4 separate regions of the Mus musculus genome follow, and all the other regions are linked to region 1. A link is a contact called in public Hi-C and HiChIP or PLAC-seq data. All regions are on one chromosome and are shown on one strand. The core of a region is the stretch at or near the end of the contact, and the rest is flanking DNA. Distances in the headings are between cores, read along the strand shown. Region 1 has its middle 17 kb from the start of Yae1d1. Region 2 overlaps Cdk13 (cyclin-dependent kinase 13). Region 3 holds the start of Cdk13 (cyclin-dependent kinase 13). Region 4 has its middle 29 kb from the start of Gm24018.

Region 1 (3,526 bases), core at 322-2,821:
TTTATATAAATAGCACATTTTGTACAATGTGTTAGATAATATCCTACTTTCCTTTCTGTTTTGTGCCATGATTTATGTCTCCTAAAGCTAACCCAGAAATAAAATTTCAAGCAATGTGATGTATTAAATTGGTCTGAATTTTGTCCCTAAATTTATATTAACTTCATCTCACTAAATGTATTTGTTGAAGTTCTAATGCCAGCCCAAAATGCAATCACATTGGAGCAGAGGTGCTTTTCCTGGTTCAAATGAGGTATGGAGGGTGACTCTTAATCAGATACTAATGGTATCATTATGAAAAGAAAAAATATTTATTTTGTTAAAAGAGAACTCAGTTTTACATTTTAGGGGTGTGTGTGTGTGTGTGTGTGTGTGTGTGCGCGCGCGCGCGCGCGCACCATGGTGCTCTGGTGGAGATCAAAGGACAACTTGTGAGTTGGTTCTCACTTTCTATCATGTGGGTCTAAAGGCACTTGCCACCACGCCTGATGACCAGACACTGCATACTGACAACAGAGTATCTTCAGGTTGGGGCAGAGGCTTCTGCAGCAGCCAGACAACATCTTGATCTTGGACTCCTAGCCCCTCCAGCTATGGGAAAATGTATACCTATTGTTTATACCACACAAACAAGTGTGTGTGTTTGGGAAGTCACAGCAAAACAACGGAATGACTGCAAAAGTAAGAAAGGGGAGGGAAGAGAGCTGACAACAGAGTGCATCATCCTCTATGGGGTCACAGCACCCCACCCCCACCCCCACCCCCACCCCCATGGATAGCTTTGAGAGACTGCAGGGTTTAAGACAGCCATTTTGGAGTGGGGTAGATAGAGATTCATTCTGACCATTGTCTGTAAACGAGAGCTAATTTCCTATGGTCCTATGAGAAGAATAGAGTCCTTGTTCATGCCTATGCTTGATGTATTTTCAAATGTTCAAAACATACCTTTTTTTTTCCTTTTTACATTTTACTTTATTTCAGAAAATCTCTAAAATTAGTGTTAATAATGATTATTTGCTTAAAAGTATCTCCAGAGCTAAGAAGATGGTTAATTCATGTACTGCTTTGGCTAAGAACCTGAGATCATTCCAGCCTCTGAGTCAGGCAGTTCACAACTGCCTGTAAGTAGCTCCAGAGGCCTTTGGCCTCTGAGGGCCCCTGTTCTCACATGCACATCCCTTCACACTCCCTCATCCCCCAAATTAAAGTTTATAAAATTCTTTAAAAGTATCTCTAGTAATCAAAAATGATTAACGTTTGAGTTAAGTTGGCTCTCTTAACTATGTTAGCCTGGTGTTAATGCAGAGGCTTAGTAAATATTTAATATACAAAATACTTAAATCTTTAATCAATAATCACACCGATCTATGTAAATATATGACTTCCTTGCTTATGGGACTGTAGAGAAACCACATTGGGTTTTACTCTGAACTTCTGCTTTTAACAACCACAAACCACAAATCAGAACACATCCATCTTTCACTCAGTGTTTTCTCTGTCTGAGTCATAAGGGTTGGTGAGGGACTTTTAGTGAGTCACAGTGAGTCTGTGGTGGTGAGCGACTTTGTCCTTGGTCTTGCCTCTAAGTGTTGCTTCCTGAAATACTGCTTCCCTTCCAGCTCAGCTGACTGGTCACAGTTGCTTGGGTGCTGTGCTTTCCCGGGAGGTTCCTTTGATAGGCCTCCTGGGCAACAGGAACCTATTTGGTAATGGAGATATCAGGCACTTAAGTGAATTGCCTTTAATTATGGAAAACATAAAGGCTTGAAACAGAGTAAGTGATCAAAACAAATTGCCCTCCCTTAGCAGTAGCCAAGAGGAATGTACATTTAAACGCTGAAGCCCTGTTTTCACAATAATGTGAAAGAAGTCATAGATCGCATATTAAGTCTGAAAGAACCAATGCTTTACCTGTCTAAGAATGCTCTTCCAAAACAAATAATGAGTAGCTTTGATTTTAGATTTAGGATTCTAAAATACATGTACTCATATTACCACTGAAATAGTCGCATAGAAAGTTACATAGCAGGAATTTTTATCTACTGCCATCAGTTTTCAAAAGTCATCAATTTGTAAGTTAATTGTCCCACCTAAAATGACAGTGTAAAGTATTTTATAACAAAAGCCATTTGTGCTACTGAACATGTTAGAGTATTTTGGATTTTTTTTTGTTGTTGTTGTTGGTTTTTTTTTTTTTTTTTGCATTTCTACACATTTAAGTTTCTACACAAAGTTCTGCACATTGTTTCACTTTCATTTTATGCTTTTCGTCTTTCATTAGTTCCCTCAAAAATGTATTTTTTTAAAACAGAAATTCAGTTAAACGATGTCTAAATTTTAAAAGTAAATGTTTGAGTCTCCCCCCCCCAAAAAAAAATTAGAAGGAGGCAAGGGAAAAATGGGAAGTCTTGGCTTAATTTGTACATAAGACTAAGTTAGTGATGCGATCAGCAAGGAAGCACTAAGTAGATAGCCATAACGACTATCAAGGGGGAAGTCTCCCATGAGACGGGACTCTCAGATTAGAAAAAGCACGTGTGGGAGTCTCACATACCACAGCTTTCACTGTCCGGGTTTTGAAGATGTTCCCCAGCTTTCCATACTAATTTCCAATGTTGCAAATTCATAGTTAAATCATTTTGGGCCATCATAGGCCCTTAGTAGCCATTTATCTCCCTCTGTTGAATGTGAGCTGACATCTTTGTGAATATTAGGTAAAAATTATGTAATGTACAAATAGACCACCCTGATTTTTACCAACCACAAGACTAAAAATGTTGACAGAAAGCACCCAAGGCCTATCTGGTAACCCGACCGGAATCTGAGTTCTCAGACCATGAGAACACCTTACCTTATTCTCAAAGTGAGAGCTGTGTTTTCTCACTGACAGTTATGCCCCCAACATAAAGCCTCAAGAATAATTCACTTTTCACTAGAGTTATCACCTGTCTCTACACCAGACACCAGGAGAATAGGTCCCTGTGTCCCAACCATTAAATGCTGTCTCCTCAGGGGTTTCAGCATCTGGAGTTCAGACATACTGAGTTTTGGTCACAGATCCATTGTGGTCATTCAGAGCTTATTGTTTAAAATCCTATTTGTTGGATACTTTGTCTTCTGTTTTACTCCCTTTGGTTTGTTTTCAAATTATTTGGTGTAAGGTATCTGTTTTGTTTGCTTTCAAGACTTTTTTCGATTCAGCTTTTGACTTGTTTTGGCTTCTGGCTGTTTGGTTTGTTAATTGGCTGGCAGTTTTTTCTTTGGACACTCCTCCCATATCTAATCTAAGAAAAGGGGAAATGTTTAGAGAAAAGCAGATCTAGTATTTAGCCAGTGGCCAGTTCTCTGTTTGATAAATGTGTTAATTCAACCTGCAAGTATTAAGAAAAAAGGGGGAGATGACCAAAGTAAAGACAACTTGGATTTTTGTTTCCCTCTGGGGAGCAGTTGTGATCTCTAAATTGGTTTATTTTTATTTTGCAATGTATAACTGGAAGTGCTAGGCAATAAACACCCCCCCACAACA
Region 2 (3,526 bases), core at 399-2,898, 220 kb before region 1:
CCTTCATACTTTAAAGGACAAGGACCAGGAGTTCAAAGTCATCCGCAGTTCTGTATCAGGTTCAATGGAGCCTCCAATATCAAAAAAGTCTGTGTTTAAAACAACATTAAAGATGCTCAATCTCATTACAACTCCAAATGTTCACTATGGCATTTAAACAAAAAGATTTCAAGAGAGCATATAATATTAACACAGGTGTATAGGGAGAAACATAGTATAAATATTTACAAGTTATGTTTCATTTCCAATTGCACAACCCACAGAGTTAGCCAGGAGCTCATAGATAGCTACTGAGCACTTGTGGTTTAGTCAAAAAATGTTTTAAGTATGCACCAGATTTCCAATACTCAATATAAAACAAAAATAAATATGTCAGTTAGTAATACAGTACACTGAGTTAGTAATACAGTACACTGAGTTAGTAATACAGTACACTGAGTTAGGTATTAAGTACAGAGGAATGAAGCACAGACAGACAAATCTCAAATGCAAGGCCAAACTGGTTATTACACAGCAAGACTTTGTCTCAGATATATAATACTACTAATAATAAATGGTAAGAATGGATAATTGCCAGGCAGTGGTGATGCACGCCTTTAATCCCAGCACTTGGGAGACAGAGGCAGGCAAATTTCTAAGTTCGAGGAAAACCAGGGCTACACAGAGAAACCCTGTCTCGAAGAAAAAAAAAAAAAAGTTAAGAAATAAGGAAGGAAGGGAGGGAGGGAGGGAGGGAGGGAGGGAGGGAGGGAGGGAGGGAGGGAGGGAGGGAGGGAAGAATAGGCTAGAGAGAGCTGAATGATTAAGAGTCCTTGTTGCTCTTGTAGAACTGAGTTCAATTCCCAGCACTCATATCAAGTGGCTTATAATTGCCTGTAATTACAGCTCTAGGGGATACATCCTCTTCTGGCTTCCATGAACATCCACATACACACATGTGCAGAGACACACAAATTTAGAAACAAAATCTTTAATAATTTATGATAAATTGACTGTACATTGAAATCAATGTACTACACACCGAGTTACAAGTTATTAAAATTGAATAATTTCATCTGTTCCATTCTGTAACATAATTATTAGATGACATTTTAATTTGAAATAGAAAGCTTACTTCTATCAAGTAACTATGACTGAGAGGCCTAGGAACTGAAATAAGACAAGATGATATTCCATTCTTGAAAACCATTAAGTTCAATGAAAGATTATTAGAAAGAGTTAAAAAATGTGGAAAAATAGTGTAACATACAATACTCATTGATATTGGCAACCAGTTAAAAGATAAAATAGAACCCATTAATAATAGCTATTTAAATTGAAAGGAATTTTTTTTGAAAATTCCCTTTTAATGCAGAAAACACACATATACAAAAAAAAGGGCACAGTTCAAAAATACCAATCTTCCCAAATTAATTTGTAAATTATGCAAAAGCCCAATTTCTAAAACTTATCAGTGTGGTTCTGTAAATGCTAAAATGGCCTCCTAGGCCTATGTGCTGGAACACTTGATGCCAAGTTAACAGCACTGTTTAGGAAAGTTATGGAATCTTTAAGAGGTAGAATCTTGTAAGTACATCAACAAGGGCAGGCTCTGAGGTTTCTAGACTGCTTTCACTTCTGCTTCCCTCTCGTTGCCTCCAGTGTAAGGATGAAATGTGACCATCCTGCTTCCTCTCTGACCTGCCACACCATCCCCACCCTGCCGTCACATTCCCTCACAACTGTAAGCCACAATAATCGTTTTCCCCCTTGGTTTATATCCAGATATTTTATAACAGCAAAAGCAACAAGTACAATCAGTGAAAGAGTTTTCTCTACAGCGTATATCATACAGGAAAATAACTAAGAACAAAAACATCTGAAAGAAAAAAAGGTATATAGAAAGAATGGTTCTACATTCCTATTTTAAAATTTTTAAATTATAATGTAAATTATTTTTGTAAAGGCTGGAGATATGGCTCATAGAGGTCCTGAGTTCAATTCCCAGCAACCACAGGGTGGCTCACAACCATCTGTAATGGGATCCAATGCCCTTTTCTGGCGTGTCTGACAACAGCGACAGTGTACTCATACACATAAAATAAGTAATTCTTAAAAAAATATACCAAGTCCACACTAAACTTGTACTGTAGAATAGACTGTGATGCTGGGAGATAGCTTAGGTGATAGGCAAGCATGAGGGCCTGACTCCAGATCCCCAGCTCATATGTGCAAGGCACAGCGGCACTGACTTTAATGCCAGTGTTGGGAAGCACGAGAGAGGCCGATCCCTATTGGCCAACCACACTAGCTGACAATGAATGAGAGATCCTGTCTCAAACACTAAAGTAGAGAGCAATTTAAGAAGACACCTGATAGTGACTTTTGGCTTTCACACACACTTAGCATCCCCAATAAACAGGTACCTACATCATACATACACCCACCTACGCCCCCCAGCCCCCCAGTCTCAAAAAAGAGACAGGAGGGAAATAAAGGGACAGAACACAAAAAGGTATTTCACTCAGTTAGATGGTCTTCTCAGTAAGTGGTGGTAGGATGACTGAACACCTACCCAGACATAGCAAGATGAAAAGTATCCTAAGAATGGCCACCAACATAAAAAACAAATATATCAATTATAGAACTAAGAAGTAAAAACAGAACTATTTGTTGAAAATAATTCCCTACAGTGAGAATGGGGGAAAACACCCCTCAACAGCAGTCAACAGCACAAAACAGTAGTAAGACAAATAAATGTGACTATTTCTAAGTTAGAGAAATAGGCAGATAAATTTTCATCACTAGAAGTCCTGTGCCAAAATGCTCATGAAAACAATGTATATTTGCCTCTAATAAAATCAGTAAAGAGTAAACAATAAGCCCAGAACAGTGGTTCTCAGCCCATGGGTCACCACCCCTTTAGAAGTTGAACAGCCCTTTCATAGGGGTCACCTAAGACTACCTGAAAAAAAAAACAGATTATTTACCTCATGATTCATAACTGTAGCAAAATTTCCAAGGAAAGAATCACTGAGTACAAAGATGTTTGAATAGACATGTTCGGAAGTGAATGCGTATGGTGGGATGGGATAGGGGAATACAAAAAAAGCAGAACATCCAAGGGCCATAAAACAATCACAAATGTTAACATTCTTTCAAGGCTTTAAAAGAAGAAAAGAGAAAGAGACAGAAGAAATATTTGATGCAATAATGAGTGAAAAGTTCTCCCCTCAACAGTTACTACAGAAGATTTGAAGGGAAGGAAGGGAAGGGAGAAATGATATAATATCACAGAGAAAAGACAAAAGATTGGTGTATACAAAGAGGGAGGGGGAGATTTTCTTCCAGACTGCTTCAAGACCCAACAAACTCCTATCAGAAACGTTTTTTCTTAACTTAGTTTTGACATGTTTTCAATAGCCCCATAGCACTTCCCAGTAATGTATGTTGGCATTCATTATTCCTATTAAAAAATTGCTTGTATTGTTTATTATAAGCAGTATTATAAAAATAATCTCGTAATTCTGGAAAATCCAAATTAAAA
Region 3 (3,526 bases), core at 276-2,775, 170 kb before region 1:
CGGGGAGCGCGGCAGCCGCCGGGAATAAGGACTGCTGCCACCTCCCGCCGGACTGGGGGACTTGCGGCTCCGAAGGCTCTGCGAGGCCCTGTGGGACACCGGGCTTTCGTCCCGGCCTCCCAGCGGGCTCAGGGACCGCTGCCGCCGCCTGTAGGCCTTCGGCTCGCTCTTGTCCTCCCGGTAGGCCTTGGGCGGCTCCTTGTAGGCCGAGGGCGGTTCCTTGGACGACTTAGTCCGGCTGCGGTGGGCCTTGAGGTCCCGGTCCTTGCGGCTGCTACTGCTGCTGGACGTAGCCGACGCGCTCTTGCGGCGGCCGCCGCTGCTGCTGCTGCTGCCGCTCTTGGCGGCCTCCGCCCGCTCCTCGCCGCTGTGTCCGTGGCGGCTGCGGGCCTTTGAGGCCTCGCTGCCGCTGCGCGTCCCGTCCCGCCGCCGGTGCTCGCGGTGGCGCTCCTTGCTGCGGCCGCTGCTGCTGCGGCGGTCCCGGCGCGGCCTGCGCTCCGACCCCTCCGCGCGCCTCTGCGTGCCGGAGGAGGAGGCCGGACTCCCGCCGTTGCCCCCCGTTCCCCCGGCAGCCGTCGCCGCCGTTGCCGCGCTGGCGCCCCCCAGCAGCAGCCCCTGCTCGGACTGGGAGCTCACATCCTCGTACTCCACCAGCGGGGTCACACCCCCGCCGCTACTGGCACCGCCACCGCCGTCCTGCTGCGGCTGGGGCAGCGAGAAGACCCGGCGCTTCTCCGCCTCCTGCCCGGCGCGGGGCCCGCGGCGCCGCTTCTGCCGCCCTCCGGGGCGCCTCTTGCCTCTCGCCAGCCGCTTGACCTCCAGAGGAGGGCCCGGGCTGAAGCAAGAGGAGGAGGCCGCGGCGGCGGCGGCTGCGGCGGCGGCCGCGCCGGGGGCAGCCAGGAAGAGCAGAGGCGGCGGGGGCGGCGGCGGTTGCAGGAGCTGCGGCTGCAGGAGCGGCAACAGCAGCGGCGGCTGCTGAGGGGACAGGAATCGCCTCCGCTTGCGGCGCTCCTCCAACTTCTTCTCGGCCCAGCTCAGGCCCCCGCCTCCCCCCAGCGCCGTGTCCGAGCTACTCGGCATCGCCTAGAGCCCGCCGCAGAGTGCGGCGCGGGTGCGGCCTCCTCCGGGGTCAGACCCTGGCCATGTCCCCCGCCGGGAAGGGGGACGGCAGCCGCGGCGGAGGGGTAGCGAGCAGCAGGGCCGGCCGGGAGTCGCGCCACGATAATCCGGGTCGGGACGCGCGTCCCCGGTTCCAGTCGCGGTGTGTGCGCAGCGGCGTCAGGGCCTGGCGCGGGAGGATCCTATCCTCGGCGGAAAGCCGGCCGTGCCGGGCGGCGGCGGTGGCGGCGGCGGCGGCGGCCTCGGGCTCCGGCGGCGCAACGCGGAAGTGCCACCGCGGGCCGCGCTTCACTCCATCGTCCTGACGTCGGGGGCGAGCTCGCGGGAGGGCAGTGGGCGCGACCACAGCACGCCTCCGTCGCCGGCCGGCCGCGGCGCGTCCACGTCGTCCTGTGGCGGCGGCGGCGACACCCCGCGGCGCTCGGACGGGCCTGGGCCTGGCGCCCCGAGGGCACTGCGCGCAGCTTCCGGAGCGGGGGCGCGGCTCGCTGTCCTCCGCCCCTCCACGCGGGCTCCGCGCGCGCCGCTCGCCCCTCCCTGCCCTCCGCGTTCTCCCTGCGGGACGGCGACGCGACTGGCTGGCCGAGCCCTCGCCGCGCACCACCCACTCGCCGCGTTCCTCAAGACTTTTGCCCCTAAACCCAACGCTAGGTCGGCGGCGCGCACGCTCGTCACGTTCGGGGACGCCGATGGAGAGAGCGAGCGCGGGCGAGGGGAGGTGCTGCGTGCTCGCGCCCGCCGGGACCCTGGCCGTCACCGGAAGTGACGCGAGGAGCCACTCCACTTCCGGCAGGGGTGGGACGGAGGAGCAGGGTTAAAGAAAGGAGAGGAGGCGTGGGCTGCGCTGTGCTGTCGCTGGAGGCCTTCCCTCCGGCGCCACTCATGGCGCTTGTTGCTCGCCTCCAGTGAAAAGGTCACGGCAGGACCCGGGAGAACCTTGACGACTACCTTTTCCCCAGCCACGGGATCGGAACATCTGTGAGAGCAGACTCCCCACAGAGGGCGAATGTGACGTTAGCTTGACTAGACTCACGTACGCCCAAGTTCAAGGACCCATCGTAACCTAAAAATATACTTGGTGTTCATAGCTTCGAGCTTCCGCGACACTGACGTTTCGGAACCTTTAAAAAGCCTTACACAGGGCTGGAGAGGTGGCTCAGAGGTTAAGAACACTCACTGCTCTTCCAGAGGTCCTGAGTTCAATTCCCAGCAACAGTATGGTGGCTCACAACCAGCTGTAATGGGGATCCCTCTTCTGATGTGTCACATACATGAAATAAGTAAATCTCTTTATAAAGCAAAAGCATTAAGTAAATCTGAAAGATGAGTCAAAATATCAAGGAGGACTACTAAAAATCCCAGGAACCTTAAAAACATTTTGTAGTAGTGGAAGCTGCCCTCTTTGTACTTTCACCTGTAATTATATCTAACTAAAGCTATGAGCTGTCAGCTACATAATGCCCTCATCTCTTGCCTTAAGATTGCCCTTCAGTTAGAGGCTAGGTATTCGGGGTAATTAGATTAAAATCTAAAAGGCTTATTGGTCATTAATACTGGAAAGAAGATAAACATTGCTCAGTGGGTACATGTAATTACCCCTTAACAAATTTATTCAGATCATCAGCTGGCTTTTAGTTCTTAAATACTTAGTAATCAAGTTGACCTCAGCATCATCTCACAAACTGATGGAAGCTCAGACTTTGAAGTTTACAAAAGATACTTGCTAGAAGATAGGTTTGAATAGCTACTTCTGACAAAGACAGGCCTGAGTGGAACACCCAGTGGAACCTTCTACACAGAAGGGGGCAAAGCAAAGATACTGGGAAACGAAATTTCAGAAGTATGTTACCTAAAGCAAATTTCTTCTTGACATCATTGTTAACTCGGAGTACTAAGGAGGAGAGCTTTTCAGAAAAATATCAACCTGTCCCATTATGCTGCTTTTCAAAGCCTGATGCAATGGCATATGTCTATTCCCAATACAATGGAGGTTAAAACAGGTCAAGGACGATGGTGAGTTCTGGCCTATCAGAACTCTACATAATAACACCCTCTCCCCCATCCCATCTTGCCAAGAAAAAAACAGAAATAAGGCTGGAATAGAAAAGAAGAGGCAAATAGATGTTTGTATAATAGTTCCTCTAGCATAAGCTACTCACTGCACTTAGGAATGTCATCTGTTCTTGTCCGTACAAAAAACACTTGGTCCATAGTGAATGTATAGTGGTTACTCCAGGCTGCGAGTAGAAAACTTAAGAAAATATCTTAATAAGATTCTGCCATCTTTCCTCAAGCTCACTTGCTTGGAAATGCTTTTAGTAGGATTCAAACTCCAAAGTAATGGAAATTATCTTTAAATTTGATGTTTCTATAAGAATATCTGCTACCTTCATCGAAAGAGATTTTT
Region 4 (3,526 bases), core at 479-2,978, 140 kb before region 1:
CTCCTTTTTGGCTCCAGCCAGGTGTAGCAGCTCAAGCTGGTCTCACAAAGTCTATGAGGGGTAGACGTTAGGGTAAGGCGACGAAAGATACTTTGGGGGACTGGGGCCAAGGTTGGGTCTTAAACTCACAGAGGTCGGCCTGCTTTTGCTTCCCCAGTGCTGGAACTAAGGGCATGCAGAACCATGCCCAACTAAACTTGTTTCTTTAAAAATATAACATTGCTTAACGAAGAGTCTGGTTACAAACACTGAATTTGCAGTTAAGGACGGGGAGAATTGGGAAGCATTTTTCAGAGAGAAAATGAGGAAGTTCACACTTGTGCACCCAGAATACTGCTGAGACCTACAGAGGTAGAGTGCGGTTGATAAGAGAGTGTGTTTATGGCAGAAGAATAACAGACACTGGGTCTAGGAATGTATTATGATGGTAGAGCACTTCCGAGCACACCCAAAGACTGAAGTGCATTCCGGGAACCAAAAAAGCAAACCGTGCAGACTGATTCCTGCCTTTGGAATCCACCTTCCAAATCCACAAGTTTGTCATGTCCACACTTTGGCTTGCTAGGCAGTCACTTAAGGATTTCTCCGAAACACGTGAGCTCTACTTTAAAGATTGCAATTCAGCATGTTTAAGACTGCAAATAAGGAATGCAGCTGTGGGTACCACCAAGGTCGATGCAATGGCTCCCTGGCCGCTGTGCAAAGTGTGTGTTACCTACTGGTGACACTTCCTGGCATAAAGAGCAGGACCTGGCACCACTATCAAACAAGGCACTGGCAAAAGCTTTGGTGGAGGCAGAATCCTCAAAGGACATGGTCTGTACGACTGGGTAGAAAGTCATTTACTTATGCTATCTTCCAGAAAAGGATGGGGTAAGGGGCCTAGGATTGCAGGTACCAGCTCTCTAGACACCTTTTCCTCTTCAATTCTGCTTTGATTACACGTTGCTGATAAATAGTCTCATAACATCTACTTTGGGGATCCCAAAATTAAGTGAAAATTAACAATCTCAAAGTGAGCGCACATAGGATTCAAAAAGCAAAACCTGGATTGTTTGGTGTCAGAAATGGAAACCAGGATGGTTATGCCTACGATGAGTCACCAGAGGGCGCCATAACTCTGTCTCCAAAAGTTTTCCCAGAACAAATCCCCTTGGACTTCAATTAAACAAAAGATTTTTCTACAGTGACAGGTTCCACCCAAACAAAGGTGTAAGAAAGTAGTCAGCCAGACCCGGAAAAACCTGCTGGGGCATAGAATTTCAGTGACGTCATCGTGATGCTTAAAAACTGACATGGCTGTAAGGGATCTGAATATAGCCTAGTTTGGTTTCATTAAAGATTAACTTTTTTTTTTTTATGTATGTGCATGTGAGCCTGCTTGAATTTCTGGGCACCATCTGCCTGTCGAAGTCCACGGAAGTCAGAAAAGGGCCTGGAATCCCTTGGAACTATACTCACAGACAGTTGTGAGGCCTTTTGTGGGTGCTTGGAACTAACTGAACACTGTCCTCTGCAAGAGCAGCAAGCAAACGAGCCGCTGGGCCATCCCTCCAGTCCCCTGTTATCTTTTGACATCGCATGTTCTGTTTTTTCCTTTTTCTTCCTGGAAAAACAAGGAACTCAGGAGAGCAGAGGTCACCAGGTTGGTCTGACACACTCTATCCTTTTCCTGCGGTGGGTGGGTCTCAGGGCAGGAAAGTGAGGAACTGGTCTCCTAAGATGACACTCCTGACCTCGAACCTGGACTGTCAGGTCCGAGGACCTCTGGGAGGACCTGTTTCACTGCGTTCACTGCACACAAGCCTCCCTCCTGAGGACCACGTCTGAGACACTTTGGGCCAAACTGAAATTGTGTTCCAAGCCACGAAGAGACAATAGTATCATTCAATGGGAAAGTGTTCTTTGTCCACATTGGTGATGAACTTGAGTCTAAATAAGGGTGTGAAATAATCTGAGATCTATGAAGCCATGTTCAAAATCCAAACAAGCCAGCCAGTCTGTGTCAATGGGCGAGAGTGGACAATACTCTCCAGCAAAATTACAGAGCAGTGCTGCCACCTCATGGACAACTAGAAAATTAAACTTAAGCATCTCCAGAAAGCTGACTTCTCCAAATGTGTGTGTGTGTGTATTCCTATATGTTAATGTATATACATAGAGAGAAGACATTTTCTATATTTCTATCATAATCTTTTTTCAGACGCATTTTTGGTACCGCTCTAGAGTATACAAAGGGTCCAAAATGAAGAGACGAGAAAACCAACTAATTATTGACAAATTAAGCATGTCTTCTAGGCTTTAAGAATGCAAAAGATCTGGAGACCGAGAATAGTTTCCAATGTGCACTCGCTACACAATAAATGAGCCACAAATCATATTCAGAATTAAAAGAATAGCAAACGTTCGTTATGTGTAGTTTTATGGACAGGGTATTTATAGATCCATCTGTACTTTTATATCTGAACTTACTTAATCCTCGCTATCATCCCCTCGAGTCGTTGCTATTTTTATCTTCGTTTTCTAGGTAGAGCTCCAAGGCACTGTCAAGGTCACACAGCAAACAGAGGGTGAATGGGAGGTCCAACCTATGAAGTCTGGCCTGGGAGCCTGTGCTCCTGACTAAGAGACTACTTATCCTCAAATGTGGCCCGAAACAGTCATCATCATCGTTGCTGTCATCGTCATCATCTTTGTCATCATCATCACTTGGAAACAGGCCTACCCGGGATGAATCAGAGGCTCAGGATGGAAATCAGGGTGAATCCAGGTGCCGTTGCCAAGGGAAGAAGCTAGGCAGCCATGGAGACAGAGTGCACACCTGCCAACTTTTGGAGTACTGAAATAAAAAGAACCCTGCTAGGTACTGTTGCTTCACTGGTCATGACTGCCCAGGATTGGAGAGTGTATGGTGAAACATACTCACATATTTCAGACCCTTAAAAATTAGCTGCCTCTGAATTCAAATATATGTGCCTATGTGGTCAATCTCGTTCAAACCACCACAACCTGCCATAAAGTTGAATATAGGACTCAAATCCCATCAATATGATATGATTGTACCCCTGAGCTCGTCCCTGTGGGTCTATGTCTGTCTGAGTCAGCCCTTCCAGCATGGTTCTAAGAAGAAGGCTGCCAACAGCTACTGTTTCCTCAGACTAAGCCCAGGTGAAAGCAACAATGATCAACATTCACACGTCCTTCACGTTGGGTACCCAACATCCACAATACAACAAGACAAGCAATATGCTCTATACTTGGTGAAGAACAAGGGTGATACAGAAACCAGAGCATAAGCAGATTCCAGCCCGTATTCTCATCTGCATGTCTCTTAGGTGCTCTCACCCAAACCCTCCCCAACATACAGTAGTTGTTAGAGAGATATTTTGGTCAGTCTGTTGCCTATGGACTTTTTTTGTTTCCATTTCTTTCATTTTTAAAAAAATTTAATTAAGTCTCACAATTCAAGGTAGCAGAGAATTATATATTCATCCTACTTCAGAGAATCCTACACTGAGGCTATATT

Evidence for each region. Hi-C and Micro-C count contacts between places; a contact is called where the count stands out from the background. HiChIP or PLAC-seq counts read pairs in DNA pulled down with a chosen protein or histone mark.
Region 2: a contact with region 1 is called in a Hi-C map of bone marrow-derived macrophages, with 2.9 times the contacts expected there. The contact joins two enhancer-like sites. A contact is called at or near these places in 10 of 39 promoter capture datasets (3T3-L1-derived adipocytes, the C10 cell line, HPC-7-derived erythroid cells and 5 more), 1 of 15 datasets of contacts at CTCF or cohesin (pro-B cells), 43 of 484 Hi-C or Micro-C datasets (the AML12 cell line, B cells, the BV-2 cell line and 33 more), 4 of 115 datasets of contacts at active chromatin or transcription factors (CD8 T cells, astrocytes, bone marrow-derived macrophages and 1 more) and 3 of 9 other capture datasets (adipose tissue, liver and pancreatic islet).
Region 3: an H3K4me3 HiChIP or PLAC-seq map of bone marrow-derived macrophages shows a contact between it and region 1, with 4 times the contacts expected there. The contact joins the promoter of Cdk13 here to the enhancer-like site in region 1. A contact is called at or near these places in 6 of 39 promoter capture datasets (the C10 cell line, the HPC-7 cell line, embryonic stem cells and 1 more), 2 of 484 Hi-C or Micro-C datasets (bone marrow-derived macrophages and peritoneal macrophages), 7 of 115 datasets of contacts at active chromatin or transcription factors (bone marrow-derived macrophages, embryonic stem cells, pancreatic cancer cells and 1 more) and 3 of 9 other capture datasets (adipose tissue, liver and macrophages).
Region 4: a Hi-C map of pancreatic cancer cells shows a contact between it and region 1, with 4 times the contacts expected there. The contact joins two enhancer-like sites. A contact is called at or near these places in 19 of 39 promoter capture datasets (the 3T3-L1 cell line, 3T3-L1-derived adipocytes, the C10 cell line and 10 more), 11 of 15 datasets of contacts at CTCF or cohesin (CD8 T cells, the G1E-ER4 cell line, the NIH/3T3 cell line and 6 more), 192 of 484 Hi-C or Micro-C datasets (the 63-12 cell line, 8-cell embryo, the AML12 cell line and 91 more), 27 of 115 datasets of contacts at active chromatin or transcription factors (the 230-238 cell line, CD8 T cells, PVALB interneurons and 14 more) and 1 of 9 other capture datasets (embryonic stem cells).

What each region holds. Positions count from the first base shown.
Region 1 is chr13:17,974,525-17,978,050 of GRCm38.p6, forward strand. No RefSeq gene overlaps it. Among named protein-coding and RNA genes, the nearest start is that of Yae1d1, 17 kb to the right of the region's middle. Within about 2 kb of position 1,572, at least 134 of the 459 cell types and tissues checked have an H3K27ac peak or open chromatin away from gene starts, as enhancers often do. A contact at or near this core is called in bone marrow-derived macrophages, macrophages, pancreatic cancer cells and 1 more, where this site is marked.
Region 2 is chr13:17,753,558-17,757,083 of GRCm38.p6, forward strand. The region is part of intron 5 of Cdk13 (cyclin-dependent kinase 13); the gene reads right to left. Among named protein-coding and RNA genes, the nearest start is that of Mir466i, 7.8 kb to the left of the region's middle. Within about 2 kb of position 1,649, at least 7 of the 459 cell types and tissues checked have an H3K27ac peak or open chromatin away from gene starts, as enhancers often do. A contact at or near this core is called in bone marrow-derived macrophages, where this site is marked.
Region 3 is chr13:17,803,572-17,807,097 of GRCm38.p6, forward strand. Cdk13 (cyclin-dependent kinase 13) reads right to left here and starts at 1,526. Exons shown (of 14, transcript NM_027118.1): 1 at 1-1,526. The coding sequence starts at 1,080.
Region 4 is chr13:17,836,618-17,840,143 of GRCm38.p6, forward strand. No RefSeq gene overlaps it. Among named protein-coding and RNA genes, the nearest start is that of Gm24018, 29 kb to the left of the region's middle. Within about 2 kb of position 1,729, at least 32 of the 459 cell types and tissues checked have an H3K27ac peak or open chromatin away from gene starts, as enhancers often do. A contact at or near this core is called in pancreatic cancer cells and stem cell-derived motor neurons, where this site is marked.